4 separate regions of the Mus musculus genome follow, and regions 1, 2 and 3 are each linked to region 4. The links are chromatin contacts, called in public Hi-C and HiChIP or PLAC-seq maps. All regions are on one chromosome and are shown on one strand. Each heading gives the region's core, a stretch centred on a gene start, on an enhancer-like site or on the middle of the called end of the contact. The rest is flanking DNA. Distances are from core to core; before and after follow the strand shown. Region 1 has its middle 68 kb from the start of Gm34361. Region 2 has its middle 130 kb from the start of Gm34361. Region 3 has its middle 180 kb from the start of Tbc1d4. Region 4 overlaps Gm34199 (a long non-coding RNA gene).

What was found. Hi-C and Micro-C count contacts between places; a contact is called where the count stands out from the background. HiChIP or PLAC-seq counts read pairs in DNA pulled down with a chosen protein or histone mark.
Region 1: a contact with region 4 is called in an H3K4me3 HiChIP or PLAC-seq map of embryonic basal ganglia, with 7 times the contacts expected there. The contact joins two enhancer-like sites. A contact is called at or near these places in 2 of 39 promoter capture datasets (cranial neural crest and maxillary cranial neural crest), 1 of 484 Hi-C or Micro-C datasets (cardiomyocytes), 3 of 115 datasets of contacts at active chromatin or transcription factors (astrocytes, embryonic basal ganglia and oligodendrocyte precursor cells) and 1 of 9 other capture datasets (embryonic stem cells).
Region 2: an H3K27ac HiChIP or PLAC-seq map of stem cell-derived neural progenitor cells shows a contact between it and region 4, with 7 times the contacts expected there. The contact joins two enhancer-like sites. A contact is called at or near these places in 2 of 115 datasets of contacts at active chromatin or transcription factors (SST interneurons and stem cell-derived neural progenitor cells).
Region 3: a Hi-C map of cerebral cortex shows a contact between it and region 4, with 2.9 times the contacts expected there. The contact joins two enhancer-like sites. A contact is called at or near these places in 1 of 484 Hi-C or Micro-C datasets (cerebral cortex), 3 of 115 datasets of contacts at active chromatin or transcription factors (astrocytes, oligodendrocyte precursor cells and stem cell-derived neural progenitor cells) and 1 of 9 other capture datasets (embryonic stem cells).

What each region holds. Positions count from the first base shown.
Region 1 is chr14:101,267,909-101,270,754 of GRCm38.p6, reverse strand. No RefSeq gene overlaps it. Among named protein-coding and RNA genes, the nearest start is that of Gm34361, 68 kb to the right of the region's middle. Within about 2 kb of position 1,529, at least 7 of the 459 cell types and tissues checked have an H3K27ac peak or open chromatin away from gene starts, as enhancers often do. A contact at or near this core is called in embryonic basal ganglia, where this site is marked.
Region 2 is chr14:101,325,054-101,327,977 of GRCm38.p6, reverse strand. No RefSeq gene overlaps it. Among named protein-coding and RNA genes, the nearest start is that of Gm34361, 130 kb to the right of the region's middle. Within about 2 kb of position 1,382, at least 16 of the 459 cell types and tissues checked have an H3K27ac peak or open chromatin away from gene starts, as enhancers often do. A contact at or near this core is called in stem cell-derived neural progenitor cells, where this site is marked.
Region 3 is chr14:101,429,396-101,432,248 of GRCm38.p6, reverse strand. No RefSeq gene overlaps it. Among named protein-coding and RNA genes, the nearest start is that of Tbc1d4, 180 kb to the left of the region's middle. Within about 2 kb of position 1,333, at least 10 of the 459 cell types and tissues checked have an H3K27ac peak or open chromatin away from gene starts, as enhancers often do. A contact at or near this core is called in cerebral cortex, where this site is marked.
Region 4 is chr14:100,458,501-100,461,551 of GRCm38.p6, reverse strand. The region is part of intron 5 of Gm34199 (a long non-coding RNA gene); the gene reads right to left. Among named protein-coding and RNA genes, the nearest start is that of Gm26367, 42 kb to the right of the region's middle. Within about 2 kb of position 1,686, at least 157 of the 459 cell types and tissues checked have an H3K27ac peak or open chromatin away from gene starts, as enhancers often do. A contact at or near this core is called in cerebral cortex, embryonic basal ganglia and stem cell-derived neural progenitor cells, where this site is marked.

The sequences.
Region 1 (2,846 bases), core at 280-2,779, 810 kb before region 4:
TTTGCTATATTTTTGTGGTACAAGAACTATAAACCTGGATACTTAACATAATTTTTCTTTAGGTTTAGAGTGTGGTATTTTGAGCAAGTTGATCAGCTCAGGCATGTGAGCAGTTTTACTAATGGCAACATTCTCGTCCCATTCCTATGGGAAGCACCATGTCTAATCTGCTATTGTTGAAGTGGAGCATACAGTTTCCTGTCACCTTGCACCATTTCTGAAGTACAGGCTCCTGTGGAAGGTGACAGAGGACAAACAGCCTGTGGCAGCAGCTGAGCTTCTCAGGTACAATAGCAGTGATTTATAACAATTTCTGTACACTTTAGGAAGCCAATCTCTATTGTAGATAGCCCTGCAAGCCCAAAACTGTAGGCGGTTCAGAAAAAAAAACATGGGTTAAGGAGTAGGTGATATGGGACAGACAGCATTATAAGTCTAATGTTGATTTATTTTTAGGTCTTTTGAATACAACATTGGCTATGGACCCCATGTTTTGATTTTGAAAGAGATTGAAAAGATATTTGTCCCCTGTTAATTTCTATTTCCCTGTTTGATCCTTGGGATCACAGAATTTGCACACTGCATAGATTTCTGTCATCATTAACTGTCTTCAGGTTCAAACTCTCAGGAAGGTAAGAGGTAATGATGGCCAGAGACAATTATGAGGAGCTTGGTGTGAGTCTGTGGAGTCTTCATTGTCTTCCAGATATTGGCATGTTACACACACAAAAAACTTCATTTGCATTTTTAAAAGTTCATCAATACTCTTTGAGGTAATTGGTACTCTCTTCTGGAAAGGTCTCCGGCTGGCAAGTATCGAAAGCAGAGAGGGATCTGTGTAGCCAGCACTGATACTAAGGAAGAGGAAAGACTGGACTCTGAGTCTGTAGTCACAGTGCAGCAAAGATGTGGATGGAAAGTGACAAAAACACCCAAGTGCTTCATTTTTATGATAACAGGAACCCATATGTTCAAAGTAATTGGTGTGACAATCAGAATCTTTGTTTCCATCTGGACATTTGCATTGTCAACACTTCCTGGTTTTGAAGACAAAACCTTCCCTGGGTTTTTGTAGCTTTCTAAGTTCTTTGGAGTTCATTCATTCCCTCCCCTGTGACTGGTGTTGTTGGAGCTCCAATAATACACTAACGATGACATCATGCATCCTTCATCTTTAAATCTTACCACACTCAGTAGAGAAGCTACGCTGACATAAATCCTCCTCGCCTTGCATCTATGCTACCTAATTTGAAAAACTACTGTCAAATACTTCAAGCAGAAAAAAAAAACCCAACCCAGGAGAATTAGGTGATAATATTATTCAGTGATATCTATTGAGAGCATTTATCTAATCAAAACAAACGATGTAACACCTGGTATGTATCCATCACTTGTCCCAGCTGGTGCAGCTGGAGGTAGCCTAGCTAGAGTCCTCAAAACTCTTTGCTGAGTCCTGTCTATGTGATGCTTTGAGTCAGAAGGTAAGGGGTGAAGAGGGGCCAAGCCAGCTTGGCTCAGCAAGATCTCTATGCTCCCTGGCACTTCACTTTGATGTGCTCTGCCTTTGAAGTAGATCCTTCCTTATTAGGCTCTCTTCTTCACCAATCCCTTTATTAGCTCCCCTTGTTTGTAGGAGGAAGGAGAGCCCTCTGATAATTGGTTCTTTGAGGGGGTGAGAAGAGAGAAACATGGGGAAGAGAACAAAGACACACACACACACACACACAGAGAGAGAGAGAGAGAGAGAGAGAGAGAGAGAGAGAGAGAGAGAGACCTATCCAGGAGGCAGAAAACCATCAGACTGTACCTTGCCTATATTTTAGTTGAAATAAAATAAAATAGCCTAAAATCAAACCATCAAAACAACCAGTCTGCTTCTGTTAAATTGTTTATTGTAGCTGCTGTTTTTATAAAGACGAAGGTATCTTGTATTTGTCTCCCGAGTCCTAGGATTATTCAGGGTTGCCTAGAAAGCTGTTTGCTGATGTTTCCACTTTAAAATAAATCAGAGTCTGCTCAAGTGTCTTTAGTTCACGATTTTTAGAAATGTTTTCATAGTATGGAAGTATACCATGGCCAGTGCCCTCATCCCTAAAATTGGATTAAGGTTATTATGAGGAGAAAATGAGCTAATATTTATAAAGTCCTTAAAAGTATGCCTAGGAAAGCAAATGCTATCTGTTTATTAAATTAAATAAAAATGCTTTTAAGATAAAATACAAAACCAGGATAAAATAAATTATAACATGAGAAGTTAAACTCTGGTTTATTATGTAATCCTGATTTACATACAGTTATCTCCAAAGTTAGGTCACAACCTTTAGAGAAGCCAGCACCCCGCCACCCCAATGATGCAGCTAAATAATGCAAATTCCACACCAAGCACCATCTCTTGCAGATATCCCCAGTGTTTGTTTCCACGGTGCTAAGGATGATATGTGTTCTTAGCTACCAAGTGCTGACTGCCCAACTGTCCTTTTCTTTTTAAATACTCCAATAATGGGAACCAGAGAAAACCCACCAAGAGCTTGGTGGACAGCATTGCTTGGCTCCTTTTTGTTTTTTAGGAAGAAAGTGAAGTTAGTTTAGAGTCCTTGCAATTGTCCTGCGTTTCTGTTGAGTCTTCCCCCATGTAGTGAAGAAGAGGTGCCAGGGGGAATCAGTTGTTCTGCTGACTGATGTGGTACATCAATCTCCACCCTTTCAGTAGAACTTGATCAGGAATAGCCCAGTGACAGATTTCTTGATGCAGTCTTTTCCCCGCTTCCATGAAGAAAGGCTTGGAATACCAGGGTTTAAAAATCTGTTCCAGGCTGAGGGCGAGGATGACATCATTACTGTCCATA
Region 2 (2,924 bases), core at 133-2,632, 870 kb before region 4:
AAAGCCTGTGCTTAGCTGTCCTAAGAAGAAACACAAATCTCCCAGCAGTGAGAGATAATTGAGCCCGATTTTATTTTATTTATTTATTTATTTATTTATTTATTTATTTATTTATTTGCTAGGTTCCTGCTAAGGAGACCTCGACTACTATTGTCCTTAAAGAAAGACAATCTCATCAAATGCTAATTCTAGTAAATGATAGAAAATGAGTTTCCAAGTGTGAAGAACAGCCAGACGGCCTCCCAGCCGCATGTCGCATGCCCCGACCTCAAGGCCACCCTAAAGCTGCCAACTAAATGCCCTGGGAAATTTCCAGGGAAGCAGATGGCGCTGCCTGGAGACAGTGGCCCACAGCTTGGCATCTGGGCTCCTGTGCTGTCCAGCTGAGGGCTTTTCAGGCAGAATCCTGGGCGACAGGCTTCCTACTGAACTCCATTAGCACCCTGGCATAGCCACTTATGAGTTTCCTTAAGATAGGGATTTGCATACCAAAAATCACATTAAAAACTACTTACCCCCTCCTCTGCAAATGTGTGAGGCAAAATGTAGCCTGTAAAAGAACACGTTTAGAAGAGAAAGACGGGGATTAATAAAGGTATCGTTTCCCATTTAGCCAAAGCTCGTATTAAGCCCTAGCCCTGCAGTCCGTGGGGGAAGTTTTCTATGTTGCTTCATGTATTAGCTATTCTTTTGTTGCTGTAAACCATTTACCTCCACAGATAACTAAGAGGACAGCGTTATTTTGTCTCATGTCTTTGGCCCACGCTGGCCAAGATGTGGCAGGACGTCCTGTTCACACACAAATGGGCCAGGAACCACAGAGAGTGGCAGGCAAATCCCAAAAGGATTTGATCTTCACTTTTTAAAGCTCCATTTAAAACATGATTAATTTTGTTATTTGACAGTTTTCTACATGTGCACAATATATTCTGTTATTCCCTCTCCTCTTAGTCTCTCTTATCTCCTTCCTATCTGTGCCAACACACACCTCCCCCATCCCCACCAGCCCCTTTCCAGATTCACGACTTCTGGTCTTGTTCAGTGACCCATTTAATTTAACCAGGACCATCTGTGTGACAACTGGATTGGAATTATCTCTTGGAGTTTGATGGGGTCATGAGTGGGTACTTGACTAAAGGCAGTGATTTCCTCTGTCCGTGAATCTATTAGGAGCAAATAGCTCAGAAGTGAGGAGTTGGGACCCGATTCCCCAGCTGCCCGCTCCATTCATGTCTGACTGTTGATGGGGCCAGTCTCGTGCCGACCTAGTGAAGGCATCTGCAGCTGCCTGGGTTTGTGACCGCAATGACTGTGTCTTGCTTAGATGTTAAGATGCTGTTTCATGGCTCTGCTGTTTATATCCCAGTGCTTACATTCTTTCCATGCCCTATTACTCAAAGCTCTTTGAGCCGTGGAGAGGATGCTGTAAATGACGCGTTCGGGGCTTAGCACTTATCTTTTGCTTATTCTCAGCACCTTGTGCAGCCATACGTCTCCGCATTTCCTCCTGCTCCCTGAGAAGAGAGGCTTCTCTAATTAAGGCGGAGAGTAGCGTTTATCTACATAATTATTTACAGGACAGCTTTACACTAAGTGAATTTAGCTAAACAGCACTATTCAGTTCCTTCCTAGGGCTTGTGATTTTCCCTGTAATGGGGCCTTGATCAAGTTCCTAGTGCTAGGCAAGTATTTTCTCCTGTGGACTGAGTGCTGTGCCCTACTTCTTGCAGCTTGGGTACATCTTCTAAAGTTCCACTACTTCCCCCACATAGTGCCAGTGGCTGGGAAGTGTGTATTCAAAAATGACACCATAGAAATTTCAGGAAAATGTCAGGAACAGGAAGGAAGTCATCCTGAGGCAACCCAGACCCAGAAATACAAGTATGGTACGATCAGCAGACCTAGAGAACTTAGGTAAAGAGGAGGGGTCTAGGGGGAGAGAATGGGTCTCCCTGAGAAGAGGAGATAGAATAGATTTTATGGATAAACTGGAGGCTAGATCTAGATAGATCAGATAGGCAGAGGAGAGGATGCAGGGAGAGAAGTCAGGGAGAGACAGCCGGAATTGGGAGAGCATTTAGGGGTGGTCTCTAGTATGATGGGCCTCTTAAAATCTATGAAAAGGCGATTCTACTGAGGACTCCTACTAATGGGGGATAGGGAGTCTCAACAGACCATCTTTTGTATAGAAACTGTAATTAGGATATATTGAGGGAGAAAAGATTATATTTCCAATAAAAAAGGAAAAAAAAAGTATTCAAAACATAAGCCCAATTCTAAGAAGGGGCAAAGTGTCCACACTTTGGTCTTCGTTCTTCTTGAGTTTCATGTGTTTTGCAACTTGTATCTTGTATCTTGGGTATTCTAAGTTTCTGGGATAATATCCACTTATCAGTGAGTACATATGTGAGTTCTTTTGTGATTGTGTTACCTCATTCAGGATGATGCCCTTCAGGTCCATCCATTTGCCTAGGAATTTCATTCTTTTTAATAGCTGAGTAGTACTCCATTGTGTAAATGTACCACATTTTATGTATCCATTCCTCTGTTGAGGGGCATCTGGGTTCTTTCCAGCTTCTGGCTATTATAAATAAGGCTGCTATGAACATAGTAGAGCATGTGTCTTTCTTACCAGTTGGAACATCTTCTGGATATATGCCCAGGAGAGGTATTGCTGGATCCTCTGGTAGTACTATGTCCAATTTTCTGAGGAACCACCAGACTGATGTCCAGAGTGGTTGTACAAGCTTGCAATCCCACCAACAAAGGAGGAGTGAGATGAAAGGATGGACCATCTAGAGTCTGCCACACCTGGGGATTCATCCCATAATCAGCCTCCAAACGCTGACACTATTGCATACACCAGCAAGATTTTGCTGAAAGGACCCTGATATAGCTGTCTCTTGTGAGGCTATGCAGGTACC
Region 3 (2,853 bases), core at 84-2,583, 970 kb before region 4:
GTTTCCTTTTTATTGGAAGATTAAAAGATGGAAAAGCAGTCTCTGTGGCTATAACTTCAGTGCTAATATAATTTAGGTGACATCCACTTCAGAACACGTTATGGATGTTTGGTTCTTTTATATTTTGCCTTCGATGCAAAACTGCATCCATTTTCTTTTTACTGGTTTGTGATGCATTTTTAGATTAACATGCAGTTCTCAGTCTAGACTGGTGTCTCTAAACCTCAACGTGGGAGCTACTACATATTAATAATTTCATCATCGCAGCTTTGAATACTGTGACACCTGAAAGGGCACTGGCTAATTTCAGGAAATTGTGTCATTTAATTCTATTTAGATCAGGCTTTACTGAATCGATTTGTACATTTACCAGGCAAGTGAGCCACAGCTACATGCTTACATTTCTGTTAGCAGAATCTCATGGTGAGATGGATGGGAGGTCTTATTTGTACACAAGTAAGGAAAAAAAAAAAAAGTTGTGTTCAGCCTGGCTGTGGCTGGCAGGCGTGAGGTAAGGACAGGTCCATGAAAAGCCTGAAAAGGACTCACAGGGAGCCAAAGTGTGACAGGGGATGCGAAAGGAGCAGGCACATAAGAGTCATGGAACAGCCCGTTAGACAAGCTTTAATACTCCCTCTGCACAGGGGTTTCCGACCTTCCCAATGCTGTGACCTTTTGATACAGTTCCTCCTATTTTGATGATCCCCAACTTAAAAAGTATTTTGTTGCCACGTTATAACTGTAATTTTGATACTGTTATAAATTGTAATGTAAATATCCAATATGCAGGTTATCTGGGGTGGCTACTCATAGAACCAATGCCCCAGCAACTCATCAAAATACTGTTCACCTGTGGTGACTCGTTTCGCTTTTCAAGTCCCATGAGCCCACAGATGATCCATGCGTCTCACACAGTCTTTAGGGTAGAAACAATACCACCTTTGGGGGAGGATTTTCTGTGATGTCATTGTTTCCGGCTCCCTCCTTTGCATGCGAGTCCTCCAAGTTTCCCTATCACTTTTCCATAGCATTTCTTTTGAAGGTGGATGTCAAATTATGTGAAATTCAGAACCCACAAAACTTTAGCCTGTCACTAGGTACCGATTATCTTGGGCTGTACCTATGATCCCATCAGGAGACAGAGTAATTTGAACAGGAAATAGTTGGTAGAGTGAGTTTTTAAAAACTAGAATGAGAATGAATGGGAGTTGGAAAGTGAGAAGTGAACGGAAATCCAAAGGCTACAAAAATAGCCAGCGCAGGGTGCAGGCACTGAGCGAAAACCCCAGTGAGGGACAAACGTGGGAACTGTATCCTCCCATTCCCTTCCTTCCCCCCTCCCCCTGTAAGGTAGAGAGCCATGTTTCACTGGAGAGGGATGGCTGTCGCAGCTCTTGGCAGAGTGGGGAAGCCTCACCAAGTGTGAAGCCCTCCCAAAGGGCCCCTTGGAAGCTGTATATGAGCAGATGCCAAGCCAATGGCACTTTACAGAGAGACGTCTGTGCAGCGCGGAGGGAAGCTATATATGGGGAATATCATTCTCTGCCAGCCATTGAGCACCGCAGAAGTCAGGTTCATGGGAAGTTGCCCACATTGCAGCATCTGTGAAGGAGGCAGCAGATGCAGGTGCCTGCCCAAAGAAGAGTACCATGGAAACAAGAGGCACAACTTCCTCCTACTGGGTCCTCCCTGTATCCTCTATCTGCAGAGTATCCTCTACCTGCAAATCTTAGATAATATAAGCCATCCAAGCTACAAACAAGAAATAGAAGATCGAGCTTCACTATGGCCAAGAATAATAGCTAAAAGGCGATGCACTGATAATTGGTGTACTGCCTGGTTTTGTGTCAACATGACACAAGCTAGAGTCATCAAATAGGAAGGAGCCTCACTTAAGGAAATGCCTCCAAGAGATCCAGCCATAGGGCATTTTCTCCATTAGTGATCAATGGGGGAGGGTCCAGCCCAGTGGGTGGTGCCATCCCTGGGCTGGTAGTCCTGGGTTCTGTAAGAAAGCAGGCTGAGCAAGCCAGGAAGCAGCACTCCTCCATGGCCCCTGCATCAGCTCCTGCCTCCAGGATCCTGTCCTGTTTGAGATCCTGTCCTGACTTAGTTCGGTGATGATGTGGAAGTATAAACTGAATAAACTCCTTCCCGACTTGTTTTTTGATCATGGTGTTTTGTTGTAGCAACAGAAACCCTAACCAAGACAAGGGGTATGCGTAGTTTCTGCATGCAAGACATATTTGTGATCACATTCAAATCTCACAAAACCCCTTCTATTTTAAGTAATTGAAGTAATTGCTATCAGCATGAGACACTGATCAGAAGTTGAGAGACTGCTCAGTGTTTGGAATCAGCTGCTATTTGAATCGATTGTGAGGAAGGCCCATATGGGATGCTTTCTAGGAGACTGTCTGAGAAGGTCTCCTAGTCTACAGAGGACTAGGCGGCGGTTGGATGCCTTGCCAATGTTTTCACTTTCCGGAAATCAGTAATCACCCGCCATCTTATTAACAGAGCTTTCTACTTGGCATCAAGTCTGGAAAACAGAGCCTATACAATAAGATTGTGGATGTTAGGAATTTAATTAAAACATTCTAATTCTGTTAGGAATTTAATAAAAAAAACAATCTAATTTTGGTGGGTTTTAGCCTTTAAACTGTATCCATCAGGCTGTTATAACTGGGATTTTTGTTTTTTGTTTGTTTTAAATATTTTCTTTATTTACATTTCAAATGCTATCCCCTTTTCTGGTTTCCCCTCCAAAAACCCCATATGCCCTCCCCTTCCCCCTTCTCACCAACCCACCCACACCCACTTCCCTGGCCCAGGCATTCCCCTACACTGGGG
Region 4 (3,051 bases), core at 437-2,936:
AATTCAGCTGTGGCAGGGCTTCAGAGAGAGCCGCTGCTGGAATTAGATCAGGTCAGCTGAAGGAATCTGTGCCTGAGTTACAACAAATTTCTGAATTTTCTCTTTGCTCGATCTCGTTCCTGCCCTGTTATTTCCCCATGTCTCATTCCTGTCCTCAACTGGCTGCAGAGACTAAACTTGGTAGGCCTCCAACGGATCACTGGAGGGAGCAATGTCTTTGAATACAAATGTCTCTGTCCTGCGCTGTGTGGGGGTCTAGCAGACAGGTCACATTAACAGATGGTTTTCTGAAATTGTAGAAATCCTCAGGAGAACGGGTCTGATGAGATAATTTAATCACATTTACTGTAGGCTGAGGGACTGTCATTCTGTATCCTGTGACAGTTATGTAAGCCGGGGCCTCTAGCTACATTCGTGACATAGGGGAGGCTCTGCTCTGCCTTTCGCTCTTAGAACTTTCCCTCAGCTTTGCAGGAAAAAAGTCCAGCATCAAGGCAAGGTTCTTGATCTTATCAGTGGCCCTTCTTAGTCTCAAGAACTTTGCAGTTTGGCCAGAATAAATGGTTATAGGTCCTGGTCCTTTTTATTTGGGCCTCATCACACTCCTGTCTTCTTGTTCCTTGTGATCTTTGAAGGTCTGTCATCATGTACTTCTGAACTCCACCTTGAAGAATATTGGCTTCAGCCATGGTATGTCTTCAGTGTTTATAGACATCTCTTTCACGGCCTTGCCCACCACCTCTTTCCTTACCCTCAACTCTTCTCTGCTTGTCAAAGTCAAATCCGAAATGCAAGTGAGCAACACCACAGAGACAGGAAGTTTGGCAAAGGGAGTTGGATTTCAGGTCAGAGCACAAGTTGGCTCATGCCAAAAGTTCCCTACCATCATTTAGTGAAAGGGATGATAACCTTACAGCGGTACTGAAGGATACCTCCTTTAACCGGTGCTGGAACCCGAGAGTACAGTCCATGAAGACTCATTAAAAAAAGATAATAAAAATCGAGTAAAATATTAAAGAAAACACGTGTTAGAAACAGCACTGGTGGTTGGGGTATATTTTTATTTACTCACAACCCAGCCCCATCTATGTTTATTTTCTTTTATTCAATTTATTTTATTTTATTTTGTTTCCATGTTATTATTAGCTCCTTTAAATGTATCTGGATGCTGTAGCTGCGGCTGGGTTCTGAAGAACACATCCAAGATTCAGAAAGTAGCTTGTGTGCTGACGACTACGGCAAAACGTGTTCCTATGTTGTTTCTTAAAGGGGCTCAATAATATAGAAGGTTGAATACTGAGGATGCTGGGAAATTTGTTGGCCAGTGGAAAGTAGGTGCTACAGACAGACAGATGGACAGATGGACAGACAGGCGGACAATCAGACAGCCAGACAGGGGAACAAAAAGGATGCGACACAGGTTCCAAGTCCTTCCACTCTAGTGCTCAGAGCCCCTTCCTGCCACACCCTGCAGCTCACTGCCACCAAGAGTCATGTTGAGCTACTTTCTTCTGACAATACAGGAGTCTAGACAGATTAGCAGAGCTTTGGGTGCCTCTATACCCACGGGCATTAGGTTTCTTAACTTTCATTTCTTGACTCTGCCCCTTTCCTGTCTAGCCCTACCCAGACCTTCCTTTGAAATCAGACCATTTCTGGGCACACCTAGCCAGCCACCCCCACTGAGAGGAGCTCCGGAGGCTGCCTTTTGACCTGGCACTGCACCTGGTTCCAGCTCCTGGTGCCTGAGAGCCGCATTGTTCCTGGGTTAAATGAAGTTTTGGGGAAATGACTTTCAGATGTGAGCATCCCCCTCTGGGGCTGGCTTACCCTCCTGCGCTGCCTCCCTGACGTTTGGAATCCCATAAAAAAAATCATCTTTGTTTGGCTCGGGATGAAAAAAAAAAGACTCATGAGATAACATCTTAGATGACATGGGCTGACAAAATCCGAAATACTTCATATTGTGACCACCACCGAATAACTTAATTACTGCCTTTTTCTTGCGCTTACCTTTTTAGTTTGCTTCTTATGTGGTAACTCTCCCATCCCCGGGGTTATTTTAGTCAGTGGCCACAAATTACTGTGACTTTCTTTATCTGAACTCTGATCAGAAAACTGCCTAGTTCTCCTCAGTGTGTTGGGTGGATGGTGCTTTTTTTCCCCTCTCCTCTCCCCTCCCCTTCAAACCAGAAAAGTAGCTGCTGAAAGCTGAACGGTTGCCATGACAACCTCTTGGCAGCTTCCTAGGCGAGTAACAGTGTTGATTTCCCCCGGCGGGTGGGAGGGGGTGGAGCTCTAAGGAGGTAAAGAAAGGTTACTGTGCACTTAGTTAATATGCAAAACCACTTACACAGTGCTGGGTGAGCAATGAATAAGTGCAAACAAAGCCACGCTTGATCAGCTAACATGGACTTTGCACACAAGTACATCTGTCCAAGGATGCAGATGTTGGCTCAGAGGGAAATTTTGCCATTGGACAGGAAAGGACAGAAGAGGTCACACTCCAAGAGGTTAAACAGGATTTCTGTAGTGGTTGGAGAGTGTGGATGAAGTAAAGAAAGCAGGGTTTTAATTGCCTTTTTCCTTTTTTTTTTTTCCTCTTTGTTCAAAGAAAAACATAACGCTCTGAATTGCAGGATGGTGTTTTCCCTGAAAATCTAACACACTGAAGTTCAAGTTTGCATCAATTAAACTCTATGTAAGATAAACCAATATGTTCAGATATACGCAAGTATAGCATAATTTGGTTTGTGCTTGAACAAAACATACGGCTGAATGGCATCGTTCACCCCAGAGTTTACAGACAAAGAAGCAGTTTAGTAACTTAGGGCTGGGGGGGGGGGGGGGTTGCCGAATGTTGAAATTTTCTCTGTCTCTCTCTGTCTTTCCATTTCTCTGTCAGTGTCTCTGCCTCCTTTCCCTTTCTCCCTCTCCCTCTCCTTCTCCCTCCCTTCTCACCCCAGCACTCTTTTCCATGCCTTGCTTTGGTAGCTTCTTGTTTGATTCCTGGGGCCTAGGCAGAGGAACTCAGGAACCGTGAGAATAGGC